Regions from separate parts of the Gasterosteus aculeatus genome. Here region 2 is linked to region 1. A link is a contact called in public Hi-C data. All regions are on one chromosome and are shown on one strand. The core of a region is the stretch at or near the end of the contact, and the rest is flanking DNA. Distances in the headings are between cores, read along the strand shown.

The links. Hi-C and Micro-C count contacts between places; a contact is called where the count stands out from the background.
Region 2: a Hi-C map of liver shows a contact between it and region 1, with 2.7 times the contacts expected there. The contact joins the enhancer-like site here to the promoter of plxna1b in region 1. A contact is called at or near these places in 4 of 6 Hi-C or Micro-C datasets (liver, skeletal muscle, tail fin and 1 more).

Annotation. Positions count from the first base shown.
Region 1 is chr17:14,385,111-14,391,627 of fGasAcu3.hap1.1, forward strand. plxna1b (plexin A1b) reads left to right here and starts at 5,207. Exons shown (of 32, transcript XM_040203502.2): 1 at 5,207-5,348.
Region 2 is chr17:14,519,677-14,526,139 of fGasAcu3.hap1.1, forward strand. It overlaps plxna1b (plexin A1b), which reads left to right. Exons shown (of 32, transcript XM_040203502.2): 16 at 2,437-2,604; 17 at 5,660-5,753. Among protein-coding and RNA genes, the nearest start is that of LOC144388972, 41 kb to the right of the region's middle. Within about 2 kb of position 4,410, at least 1 of the 9 cell types and tissues checked has open chromatin away from gene starts, as enhancers often do. A contact at or near this core is called in liver, where this site is marked.

The DNA.
Region 1 (6,517 bases), core at 3,957-6,456:
CCCCCCCAGGTTTTAAAGGAGCTATAGTAGGAAGTCATTAAAAGATGTTTTGACACACTGTCTCTCACGGGTACCCAAGAAAAGGACTGTTCCAAAATGTGTCACGTCTCCCCGAGTGGGAGTGTCACAATTACGCGGATGAGGATGAAACTCCTCTTATGGGTCTGAAATCATACAGAATGCTATGGATTGTAGGGGAAATAAGGAATTAACTGGCTATATTTCTCAAAAGATTTTACAAATATGTTATTGCTTTGATATCTTGTATATTCAGGTAAAGTCTTTTTATGGCCAGAGGCTTTTGTCCGTGAATGACGAATATTCCATGACAATTAGCTCTTTAATATTTCATAAGATCATAACCATCACCTTGCACTCTGTATTGCACACAGATTTAACAAGGGACTAGCTTTTTGATTAATTTGATCCATATGCTATAGTATTACTTCAAGCCACTTAAAGTGAACTACACTCTTAAAAGACATCCACAAAAGCGTTCTGCGAATTGTAGATCTAACAAAATCAAAGCTTCCCGTCCTTCCTCCCCTCACTGTCCTCTAAATCTCATGGCCGTGAAGTGAAATCACTTCAAGTGATGACGCAAGTTCGTGTCATTTCGATCATAGTGTCATTTGTTGTGTTTAATCAAAAGGCAGTCTCCGTACCATGCACACCCCAAGGTCTGCACATCAGAAGTCAGTGCAGAAAGATCCCAATTAGAGCTTAATGGAGGTTTCCCCAACACAAAAGAGGCTGTTAGTATTTTATCAGGTTCCATTTTTTTCACCTAGATTTCAATTCTTATTTGGCACAAATGATGAATTCGCCTCTTTAAAGCTTTTTACGGGAGATAAAAGCACAGTTTCCGACTAGCTTAGCATAAAGTAGCCCATTGTCAGCATGTCTGATTCAACACAGAACCCAAACATGTAATAGTTGCACGTTCGAAGTGCAAAGCCGTATGAGGCGTGCTTGCTTTCTGGCACAGCATGCACACCATTATGTTTGCACCATTCATTTGAATCAAAGTAATCACTTCTTTTTACAGCCCTTATATCATAAAGCCTCATGGTATGGCCGACCCCCGTTTCCCACTGCAGACATACCAACACTTTTTGGTGTTTTGAAAGGTAGACATCCCTCATATTCCAGCACATAATGAGGGCGTAGATCTACTTGATTCTCCTGGTGGTTCTACTCTGCTGTCACATACATAATTAGAGGAATAGTCTTCACGCTTACGACTCGTTCAGCTCGATCCAAAACTGTTCATTTTGGGATCTGTGACCACCTCAAAATGATTCCCTGGCAATTCGCAATTATTATTTTACCAGTGTTATTTTTTCCACTGTGACAGGAAGCAACCCAGAGGAAAGCCTTCAGCAGCTGAGGAGCTCCGGCGCCGACAGGTGATTCCCTTCTAATGGATGCTAATGTGGTGGACATGACTGAGGATATTCCCACTGGTGTACACTTACAGTTAATTGATAATTGAGGTTCTATGAAAAGATGCACATTAAATCATGGCCAATGAGCCTGCCTATAAGGTTGCAGCTATTTAAAGAACAAGTCTCCAGAGCCTCTTAAGGTTTCCCCACAACTGGAATGCACTTACAATGAATAATTAAGGTGGAAATATTCTCAACTCATACTAACTTATTTAAGACATTATTTCAAACATTATACATTATTGCTAGATGTTAAAAAGCATAAACACTTTCACCTCCTCTGAATCCTGGTTGCTTTATCGATCTAGAGGTGTTTCTGGGATTTACTTGAATTGAATTAACATGAATAACCTCCAACATGGTTGCACAAAATTTCTGTTTTGCTGCTCTTTGCTAGCCGCTGATATCGTAACGCAAAGATTCTTTCTACGGTAGAGGCGTTGCACGGAGGCTACATGCATTTTGTATTTACAAATTACAAAAGGTGCAGAGAAAGTTCTTCGTTCAATCATGTGCTGTTCATCGTGTTTCTTACTTTTTGCTGCTATGGATTAGCCTGGGCGCCACGGTTGAAATCATAACGTCAATAAAATATTTTTTAAACGCAAATGTTTATGATTAGTGGGTTTTTGTGTGAAATCACAAATAACAAACTAATGTTTTGTGTAGTGAATTGTGTTGCATTTCATATTACTTTTCCCCCACATATAAAACAAACCCAATTACTTTGGATCTATTCATTTAACATCATCAATCAAATAATAAGATGTTATGGTCATTGTGGTTCAATTGAAAGTTCTGAATCTTATGATCTATGAGGTGACTAAACATCCAGAGTAATGGGACAATAGGACACAGGAACACATGTTGTCGTAATTACACGATACTAGAAAAAACAACAGCCGACTGAGGGAATCCCTTTAATATGAAGGATGCCATTATGTCCTTGTAATTCAAATATTTTAGCCTGTGCCTAAACGTGGACAAAAGATACCAAACAAATGTATTTATGTATCTACTGACTTGAAAAGGTATTTTAGCAGATTTGGAAGAAAACATTGTATTGTCATCTGATCTCAACATTTTTGGGGGAGTATTATGGCGATATGTATTGTTTGTATTAGACCGCTTTTCCAAGACACTGCTATCACACCAGATGTGGCGGCTGAGGCTGACTTGGGATTGGAGCGACTGTACAAACAGATCGGACCGGTCTAGCCGGGTGGGATCCTACAACTGTGCTAGCTGACAGTCAGCCATCTTGTTGTTATCCAATCAATGAGTCATCACCTGTTCAGTTAGAGCTACGCCACCTCAGGCTACACGGCCACAGGAGCTGCACTTCACCAGCTGGCTAAAACTGCTTACTTTCAAATAATTAGCACAGATCAGATGTTTTTTTTTTTTCCCTTTTGAGAAAGAAGGATCAAGTTTCATGGGCAGTAAAAGCGATGCCACTGGTGAAAAACAAACGCTGGTCATCTGTCAGGTATGGGGGTTAAAACATCAGTTTGTTTAAAGGGCGCATTAGTACCGGTTTATTTGTTATCACTGTTAACTTAATTTTTACATCATAAAAGCAGTATCCACCTGTGTTTTGCATATTTTTAGGAGAATGTGGATGTGTCGACAGTGTAGATAAAAAGGCTAAAGAAAACACGTTTCTTTGTTTGTGGTTGCACTGCACTAACACACACATCCTTATTTTGTTGTTTCTATGTGAACATATGTGTGTGTGTGTGTGTGTGTCTTCACAGATTTCGGTTTGTGTATTCACTGTGTTCTTTCCAACGGCAACTGGGACTCTTTTCTCTCTGATCAGTCAGTTATTGTATCTCTGTCTTCACTTTATATGTTTGTTCTTTTTGCCAAACACAGTCCCATTAATAGTGCATGGATAAGAAAGAAAAAGGCAAATAGAGAGCAAACCAGCAGCAAACCACCAAACTGCCATGCACGCCCTTATTTAATATTCTCTGTGCTTTCAGCCCAAGCTGCTCGTCCTGTGCACTGTCTAGTCAAATCATGACGGCCAGGATTAATCTGTCTCTTTAAGAAAAAACACCTTCAACAAGTATATAGAAAAGGAGAACCGTTTTATTAAAGCACATGTCGGTTGCTGTGTCTTTATTGTGGCTGTATTATAATTCGCTACGTTAAAATACAACTGGGTTCAACAGAAAGGAAACAGAGTCCATTTTGCATGCATGTCTTTTCATCCTGGCTTGCACAGAAATAATGTTGTGCTCAGTCGGATGCATTTTATTCTGTTTGAAAATATTCCCATGAGAATTTACAGTGGGCCTGAAGAGGAACTGGATGGACGCAAACCACACTAACTCCGAGCTAATCAATGTGTTAGTGTTTAAGTGCATGATAGGGAGCCGCTTTGTCCAGAGGCCTTTCACATGGTAAGTGAGTCCTAATCTCTCAGCAGTACTATGGCAAAACCAACCATTTCTAATGGCAAACAGTGGGCTTTTGGAAACTATTGACTGCTGGGTGGTGTGAGAGACCGTGGGGAAATGTCCTGGCAAGTGCTGCAAATTCAGCTGCTCTTTTATGCACATAACACACACAAATGTCTTTGTCCGTCTCAATCAAATATACACTACCTCTCTGAAACACACACAGACACACACACACGCTCCCTCACACACACTCAGAGTACGGGGCCAGGTGGTGTGGTTATTGCCAGATCTTGCTCTCTGCTCTCCTGAGTGCAATTGGTAACCTGAGCTGCCTGTTTGAATAGCTCAGTTATACCAAAAGCTTCCTTGCCGCAGAGATAACGTGGAACAGTGCCCAAAACGCAATTTGTCCCGGCTCAGGTTAGTCATTGACTGCGTGATGAATACTGAAATTGAGCTTTCAAAGTCACTTTAACGGTCTTTTCATAAGAAATTAGGGAGATTTAAAAGTTGGTTGGATGGCCTCACGGGCGCAGCTTGTATCCAAAATCTGTCAACCTGAGTGCAAGTTAGTCAGTGGGAATGTGTCAGCTGAGGGGATGTGACAGCCAGGCCCGGGGCCTCCTCATTTAATTAAGGAGCCCGTCTTGTTTTGGGGAACTCACATCCAAACACGTCTTCCAAGATCTCCCAGGGCAGTTTATATTTCAAACACGATTCAGTACATATTTTGCGTTGATGTTTTCTGATTTAACCTGCATGTGTCCAATATTCTGCCTCCTAGCTAAACTAGCTTTACTCTCGCTACCAATAGCACTCATTTGTCCAGCAAATATTTGTTTTCACCCCTCCCCCTCCCAACAATAGCCTGTAGACCACAACACGCCCTTTGGATCACAATGACAACAAAGATGATTCTGTTAACTGTTGTTGGATTGGTAGTACACATTAACAATGTCTATGATTGACTTATTTAGATTAGCTTCAGGTTGGAATATAACTGAAAGAGAACTCCGTTTTATATTGTACACTACAGTCTAGGCATTATGATGATATTTTAAAAATCTTGAACTTCACTGTACAGAAAATAATATAATATCTCAGACCATATCATGAATTCATCGCAATAACATATGACTGACATAAGTCATCTTCAATAATAACTTAACCAAACCAATAGATAATGGAGCCGAGTCCATGCGCGCGTCCATTACATGAAATAAATTATTTGTGCGAATGAATGAAATGCGTGTCTCCCACGTGTCCCCGTCGGCCCGGGGCCGCCCTCTATAGGCCACGTGCGGTACTGCAGCAGCGGAGCGCCTCCTCCCTCCTCCTGAAGCCGGAGTTGCATTCCTCTCCTCTCCATTCACGCGTAGGGAGCCGCCGGAGAGAGAGCCCCGCCGCTCCGTGACCACAGTGGAATGTCCCGAAGTTTTGGAATTTAAAACCATGGAAAGGATATCTAACCTCCGGATCACTTGAACCTGTAAGTACCGTGGAAACTGCGGCGAAGGATTTTGTTTTTTTATTTTTCACGTGTAAGGAGCGGCGGTTTGTAGGGAGCCGGCTTAAATATTTGTTTCTGTCTCTCCATTGCTCTGTGCGGGGAGTTTGTCGTTGTTTCCCTCCGTCGCCCCCCCGTCCTCCCCCACTTGCTTCTTCTCCGCTCTCGGGCGTCTGGTTTCCCTCACGAGTTTGAAGAGCTCGAGCCTCCAGCCTTGGTTTTGGTTGCAGTGAAACGGGCACGAAGAGGAACCGTAGAGTTCCTCCGATATCCAGTAATGGGCGCGCTTGTGTGTGTGTGCGTGTGGTTGCGCGGTGTTGAACGCGCACTCCGGTGTGACCACCAGTCGGATCGATCCGCAACAAACTGCGGATGGTCTGGACGCCGAACGGCGATTTAACGAACTAATTAAATTAATTCGAACATATCTTACTGAATAATTTCGTGGTTCGCACCCGGGGAGCGAACTATTTTTTGCAAGTAACCCGGATTTGGTGCAGCGCGAGGTGAGTTTTGTCTGGTTTGACTCCGGCCACAGTAAAAAGAAAGCGACTTTTCCTCATTTGGGAGTTCTTCGCCGCACGAGTAACATGTGGAGTTTTTTCTAATAAAATACAAGCTACCGGTGCGGGTACCGAGCCGGCGGAGGGTGCGTGTGGCTGTTGCACCGCCTCGGGAGAGGCAACGGCAGCACACGCACACCCGCGGGCTCAGGTACCCGCCGCCCCGACGCTCACGCGCGGATGAATAGTCCGTGGAGGCTGCGTGGATTTAACCCCCCCCCCCCCCCCACCTCGTTCTTGTTTATTTGTTCTTTACACTTGTACCGACCCTGCATAGGCTTTCCTAAACGGACCTCTAAGGGTGGAGGTGTGTGTGTGTGATTTCTCCTCTGGGTGCTCGCTTTAGAAGAAAAGCAATCGATTGAGCTATTAGCTTTGAATGAATTGTAAATTGCGTCGGCGTGGTGTGAAAGGCGCGTTAACGTGCTAACGAACGAGAGGCGCTTTGTGAGTGCTGTCTGTGGGTGTGTAGAGTGCGCATTGCTTGTCAAGCTATTCAAAATGCTCTCATTGCTCCATCGGATTCTCCTCAGTTCTTTCCCCTTTTTAGTATTAGAAAAAAATAAAAAAATAAAATCAAATTACACT
Region 2 (6,463 bases), core at 3,160-5,659, 130 kb after region 1:
GCGAAAACAAATTGCTTTTAACGCAATGCATTTTGTTAGCTTGCGTTTGATTCGCAGCGCGTTTGGAATATATAGTAAGAAGTATTGCACCATACAGTCTTAGTGTTTTATAGAGCTATTTATTAGGACTGAATATTATTTGACAATATACAATATAAGCACCAATGCCAGCCTTTAAAGAGGAATGAAATCGGGTACATTCGATACCTTTTGTGGTTCTTCATTTGATATCCTTCATGTGAGGTGAAGCGTTGAGTTTCCTAAAGGTTTCAATACTCCCTATTTTGGTGTTTTGAGTACCAAACCAAGCCCTAGTATGTTTGTTTGTTTTGTGGCTTATAGATCATTTTAGGTCACAAAAATAGCCTTTTTTCTGTTAGCTGCTTTTGATTTGCCGCAGGTCTGAAAAATACTAGCGGCAAGAAGATGACCCATGGTACTGTAATTCACTGCAATTGTGAGAATGACAGTGTAGCCTTCTCTGGGAAGATGATATCATTGTTCAGTTGTGGTGTGAATGACTTAAGTGCATGGCCCACAGTTTGATATATTGGTACATGAAGCCCAGATATGACCACAATTTTGAAAGAATAATACGGGGTAGCTTTTAATCAGAAATCCAAATTTTTCCAGCTTTGAATGACATTTTATTTATTATTCATTCTTTGTTTTTATTACCGTCTGCTGCTGTTATCTTGCATTGCCAATCTCTCTGCAAGAGATTAAACCTATATTTCAAGAGGAGACAAAGATCCAATGTGATATGACTCTAATTCCTTGAGCTGAGGACTCTATTGTTTCTTTGAGTTCCTGGCAAAGTGACAGAGAATTGAGCTCCGGACTAAATCCACTCATGTATGGTTGCTGGCAGATGGCAGAGAAACGAAACTAACTGAAAAGATTGTCAGTTACTAAACAATCACCTAACTGTACTGTAGCGAAAGGAAAAAGCTTGACTGATGAAAGTGAATATTGGTAACAGGAAGAACACGTTTACGTTTTTCCGTTGTAGCTGAGGCACTAGTCCAGTTTCTCTTGTTTCTCCCTTTCTTGTCTCTATTTTTAGAACACATTTCTTTATAACACCGGTGTTTTAATTATAGTCGTTCTCTACTCCCAGGCAACAAGTGACAGGTTAAACTAATGAGCTCGGACCTATCAAGTTCTTTATATATCATCAAAAGAAAGTAAAGGCCAATTTAAAGCTCTGAAGCACATCCCAAGTAAGGTGAACATAATAGTCTTGGCCTTTCATTCACTGAGCAGCAATAACCTTTATGGCCAAAGTAATGAACTGTTTGAGTCCATCTTTTTTAATGTGTCTTCGTATTCAACAGGGCCTCCACTTCAATCAAAACCTATTTACCCCGAGTCACTCATCCTCTTATCTCCGCCTGCAACCCCATTCCTTTCCTTCTCTTTTCTTTCTTTCCGTGTCCCCTCTTGGCTTTCTTTTGTGTGGCCGCAACCTTGTCAGAAATACGTACGCGGCACCACAAGCGCTCTCAGCAGCGACCGTGTTGTGAGAATGGTTGCCATGGAGACGTGGCACTAGTGGAATGTCAATTTTTTTCCATATTTTCCTTCTTTCTGCACTCCGTCTTCAGTCCTGTTTCCTTTCGAGGACGCTGTCGAGAATCGCCTCTTGGAGAGAGCGGCGATGTGTGGCCAAAAAACGCCCGGTTCCCCCGGTCTTTGCTTTTCTCCACTCTGTACCCAATCCCAGCCCACGCCAAGCTGCGGCGATAAAAGTCATATTTTCCATCATCTTCTTTCTTTCTGTTGATTTCGCTTTCACAGCAGATGACGGGGGAGGATTTGTGTACGGATCAGCTTGTTCTACCCATGATCAAAATGTCACACGTCCTGACGGGGGTAGGGGACGGTGGAATGAGCCACTGCAGCGGGGCGCAGAGTTTAGCAGCAGGTCACAGCTGCCCGTCTTCCAGGAAGGGAGTTACATCAGACAGAGAGAGACGACCAGCCTGATCTGCCACTTCAGATCTTCAGATCAGCCAGAGGAAGCACAGGAGGGAAGGACAGACAGAGACATAAAGGAGGAGGGGGCGAGAGAGAGAAAGAGGGAGCGCTTTGAAGTACAGTACTCTGTGATTCGGGCTGATGAAACCACGGCTGGACACGCTGAAAGATGTCGGCCTTGAGGTTGGGCGACCGTCCCCTCTGTCTGTCTGTCTGTCTGTGTGTGTGTGTGTGTGTGTGTGTGTGTGTGTGCGCCTTTTTGTCGCGTCTGATAAATAATTCAGGAGTTATTTTAGGGATGATTAAGAATTTCTTTTTTTCTGCGCTCACCTAAATTTGTATTCTGTGCATCTGTCAGAGAGTCAGCTCCCAAATACTTAAACCATCAGCAACATTTCAATGTAATGTCTCTAACTATCTCTCCTGCCCTCCCAACTTCATCTCCTGCTCTTCTAGGCGGGGCAACAAGGAGATTGTGTGTGTGACTCCGGCGGGACAAACCCCAGGTACCACCCCGGTCATGGTGGATATCAACTCTGCTGAGCTGAGGAACCCGGAGGTCAAGTTCAACTACTCTGACGATCCCACCATCCTCAAGATCGAGCCCGACTGGAGCATCGCCAGGTAAGGACACAACACGGGCTTTTCCTGTTGTGTGAAGGTGCAAGCTACGTGTTGCAAATAAGCTTCCAGTGATGGCAAAACCAAGACTGCCTTATTGATTCATTCTCACTTTTCATGCATTGCGTATGTCAACCAAACAGTGATTTCGAGGTGAATAGCTCCGATATCAGCTCAGATATGGCCGATATCAGCCAGTTTGCAAACCTTTGCAAACTGGCTGATATCGGCATAAATTGGTCTATTTTTCAAGCTCTCCTGCGCCAAACCGCTAATTCCACCAGAATTCATTTGTAAAATGTCCTACAAACATTTAGATGTCTGGACTTCAAATCAATACAGTGTTTGATCTCCAATCATGCTTGATGAACCTCTTTAGAACAGATACAAATGCATTAATCCATTATTGAACTTGTTGGTGGATGTTCGAACCATTAACGCCTGGTAGAAATATGATCCCTGAATGTATTATTACACAAGCATACTGAGTCCAAAAAAAAGAACTACATTCTACTCCACTTTCATACTTTACTTATTTTTGAAAGTAAATCGTCGAGAGCAGGAGGAGCAGTGAAAGCGGTTCCTGAAGCAGTGCACTGCTACAGTTGAGTTGCAGCAGAGATGTATCTGTAAATATTACTTGACTTATTGAAATGAGACTACACACCCGCGGGAAGATTTCTTGTGCAAACACAAGCTGTGTTGTGGAGAAAAGAGAAGAAGCTTGGAGCTACCAAGTGCTAATGGGCTCACTTGCGTGACCTAGAAACTCTTCTACTCCTCAGCTCAGAAAGGAAGCACAAACACACACTGTTCATGTCTCATTTACTTCAAAAGTATCATTTCAGGAACATGTTGAAAGTTTTCTAGGCTTTTTTTACTCTTGCTTTTTCTTATAATCCAAAAAACAAGCTACTATTCAAATATTGGGAGAATCCAACAGAACAGCCGACATCACTTGCCCAAGTTGCATGTCTGAAGCCTAGTTTATGCTTCTGCGTTTTCAGAGAGACGCAAGGACACGCAGGGGACCCTTGCGTGTCCCTTGCGTGCCTTTTCACACCTGCTTGCGTGCGTTGACCCATTTTTCTAGGCTTGCGTCAAAAACCAACGACTTCCACAAAGACGTGACTCTCTAGGTCGTCTTCGACATATAACGTTACTCCACCTGTTCTGGAGGTGAATTGCTCTGCAACACACGCAAGACTCATGGAAAAGCCTATCAAGAAGGCGAGTCATATATTTCTTGTTTTGTAATTAAAGCAATTTTGGGTATTCAGTACGTTTTTTTTTTTTTTTTTTTTACGGTTTGGTATGGTTTTAATTTAGGAGCTTCCCCTCTTAGGATGGCCCAGATAAGTCTCTAGTCATGCAAAAGAAGTGTGAGCAGACGAGGAGTCTCGTTTGTAATGGCGTGCGTGAAGCCTTTGGGGGTAAGCAGGGGGAATGGCGAATGAAACTGTTGGCTCCCACCTTCGGGGGGAAAATAAGCTCGGTACTCTGCTCGTGTTTGGTGTTTCACTCAGCGCTCACAGGGGAGGAGGTGCATTGTTCTCATGGCCAATCACGCTTTGATCTGCCAGGCTATTTTGTCTTTGTGTACCCTTTGGTGACCTCTTTTGACGGGGCGATTTCAAACAGCGCCGAGCCTTCGTTGTTCAAAGCACAAATCTGACATGCCTCTGACTTGTTCCTTCAGGAAGAGGTTCTTGCGGTAAACAACGGACTGGGATGGCACTGTGGAGATTGTGTGACACTCCAATTTGTTTACACAGTGCAGCACAGTTCACTCGGTACACCCATGAAGTGTGCAGTGGATGTGAGGAAAGGATTATCATCATTCTCACACAACTTCTCTGTTGAGGGGATGCTACATATCATACAAAGATGATTTTGTATCTGATCTTGAGCTACTGCATGTTCACACTTCCCTCTGCATGTTCTCAGCTCTCTGGTCCCCACTCCCCCTCCCCTCCCCCAGCCAAGGTGTGATGGGTGTAGATCTCTTTTTGTCTGCTTGCTTTTCACACCAGACTCTATTCACCACTTTGACATCTGCCTGGTCGGAAACTGGCCTTAAATACGGACTCAATCGGGCCTCAGTAACGCAAAGACACCGCCTGGGTGTAGAGGTTTTGTTTGAGGGAACATGTATGTTTAAAATATAAGAGGCTCTAGTCCATCATGCAGTCGATGTTACGTTGGCAAATTCTAGTTCTCAGTTCTCTCCGAAATGCCAGAGCCGCTGAATTAGTTGATATTCATGTGGATCTTTTTTCCAAGGCGTATCATTGCGTGTCTGAAACCTAGCAATCCGCCAGCAAGCGTATCACTTGCTGTTTGTGTTCATTGGTGCCAGTGGTGACTCACAGTGGCACAGGGCCTCAAGCTTGGCTTCACCCCGATCCAGTTTTTATGTTGTATGCTTATTTAGCTGCTGTCAGAAAACTTCACGTCAGATAAAGTTCAGCCTATCAGGCCAGCAGAGGCTGTCGAGGAGGCAGAGTGGGGGAATAGGACTCTGGCCAGTATTAGCCATGTCTCGGCGGGTCAGCGTCACGGAGACCTGAATAGGTCACAGGTGGTAAAGGTTACAGTAGATGTGAGATCACTGACAGCGTGCATTCGCTGAACGAAGCTCATACTTTAAAATACCGCAGTGCCACTTTAATACACGATACAAAAATCTCCCCAGGAGAGGCCAAACGCTTTGGCTCTCAGGAATAATACTGCACATTCGCTTATTCTTCCCTTCAGCCCCCATATTGGTTCAAAGCAGCTTTTAAGATTCGTGCGAAGGCTATCATTACCTGAAAATGGGATCCCGTGAATGAGCAGACGGAAGGTTACAGCAGGAGTGAACATTAATGGTATATCGCCTTCTAGAGAGGCCTCTTCTACTGGAAGCTGGCTGATTTGTGTATGCACTTGACCCTGCAAGGCCCCAAAAGGTTCCTCGCGAGGCACATAGGTGACACATAAGTGCACACACAATGATTTTAATCTACCCAGTAGTATTATATAAATTGTGTTTGTCCTGATGTCTTTTCTGTTTTAGTGGAGGAACCATGTTGACCATAACTGGAACCAATCTGGACACCATCAAGGAGCCCAAAATGAGAGCCAAGTATGGAGCTGCCAAGTCAGAAAATGTAAGTGGTCGGATCCAGACACCCACACAGAGTTTTTATTGACAAAACAAAAAAAGCAATGACATGACTTGGCAAGTGAAACGGAATGAGACCAATATAGACGCACAGGTGTCTCTCGCTCCCTCTCCCACTGTCTCTGCTGCCTCCCTCTCTGTGGAAAATCTCATTTTCAGGCAAAACACTCTCGCCTGGGACACGGAAACGGACACACACGCACACACCTGACCCGTCGGTCAACCAGCCATGGGCCCGTTTTCTGTTTGTTTTTGATGTTGAATTTCCTTTTAGCAGTTTAACCTTTGAAATGTCAACCAGCAATAAAGCGGCTCTGGCAAATCCCTCTCTCTTCACCTAGCACCACGGGGCTCAGCTAACCTTTCTCCCGCTCACGGCTGAAAGTAAAAATATCCTTTCTGTCTCCTTTGTCAACCTCTCTGCAGTCATTTTTATTCTGCTCGGTTAATGTTTCTGTTGACATATAAACACAGTTTTGTTCTGTGCCTTTGTGTGTGTGAGCGTTTTCGTATCAGACACACAGGACATAATGTAAAGCTATTCAGCGATCTCTTTAGCCGTGCTGTATTATTTATAAACTGCTACAGGCTGACCTCTCCTGCTTCTCCGTGAGTCATTACAGTCTAATTTGTTCTTCGGTGACTGATTCAAGTGTCGAACCCCACAGGGGATTTCAAGATAATATCAACACTGAT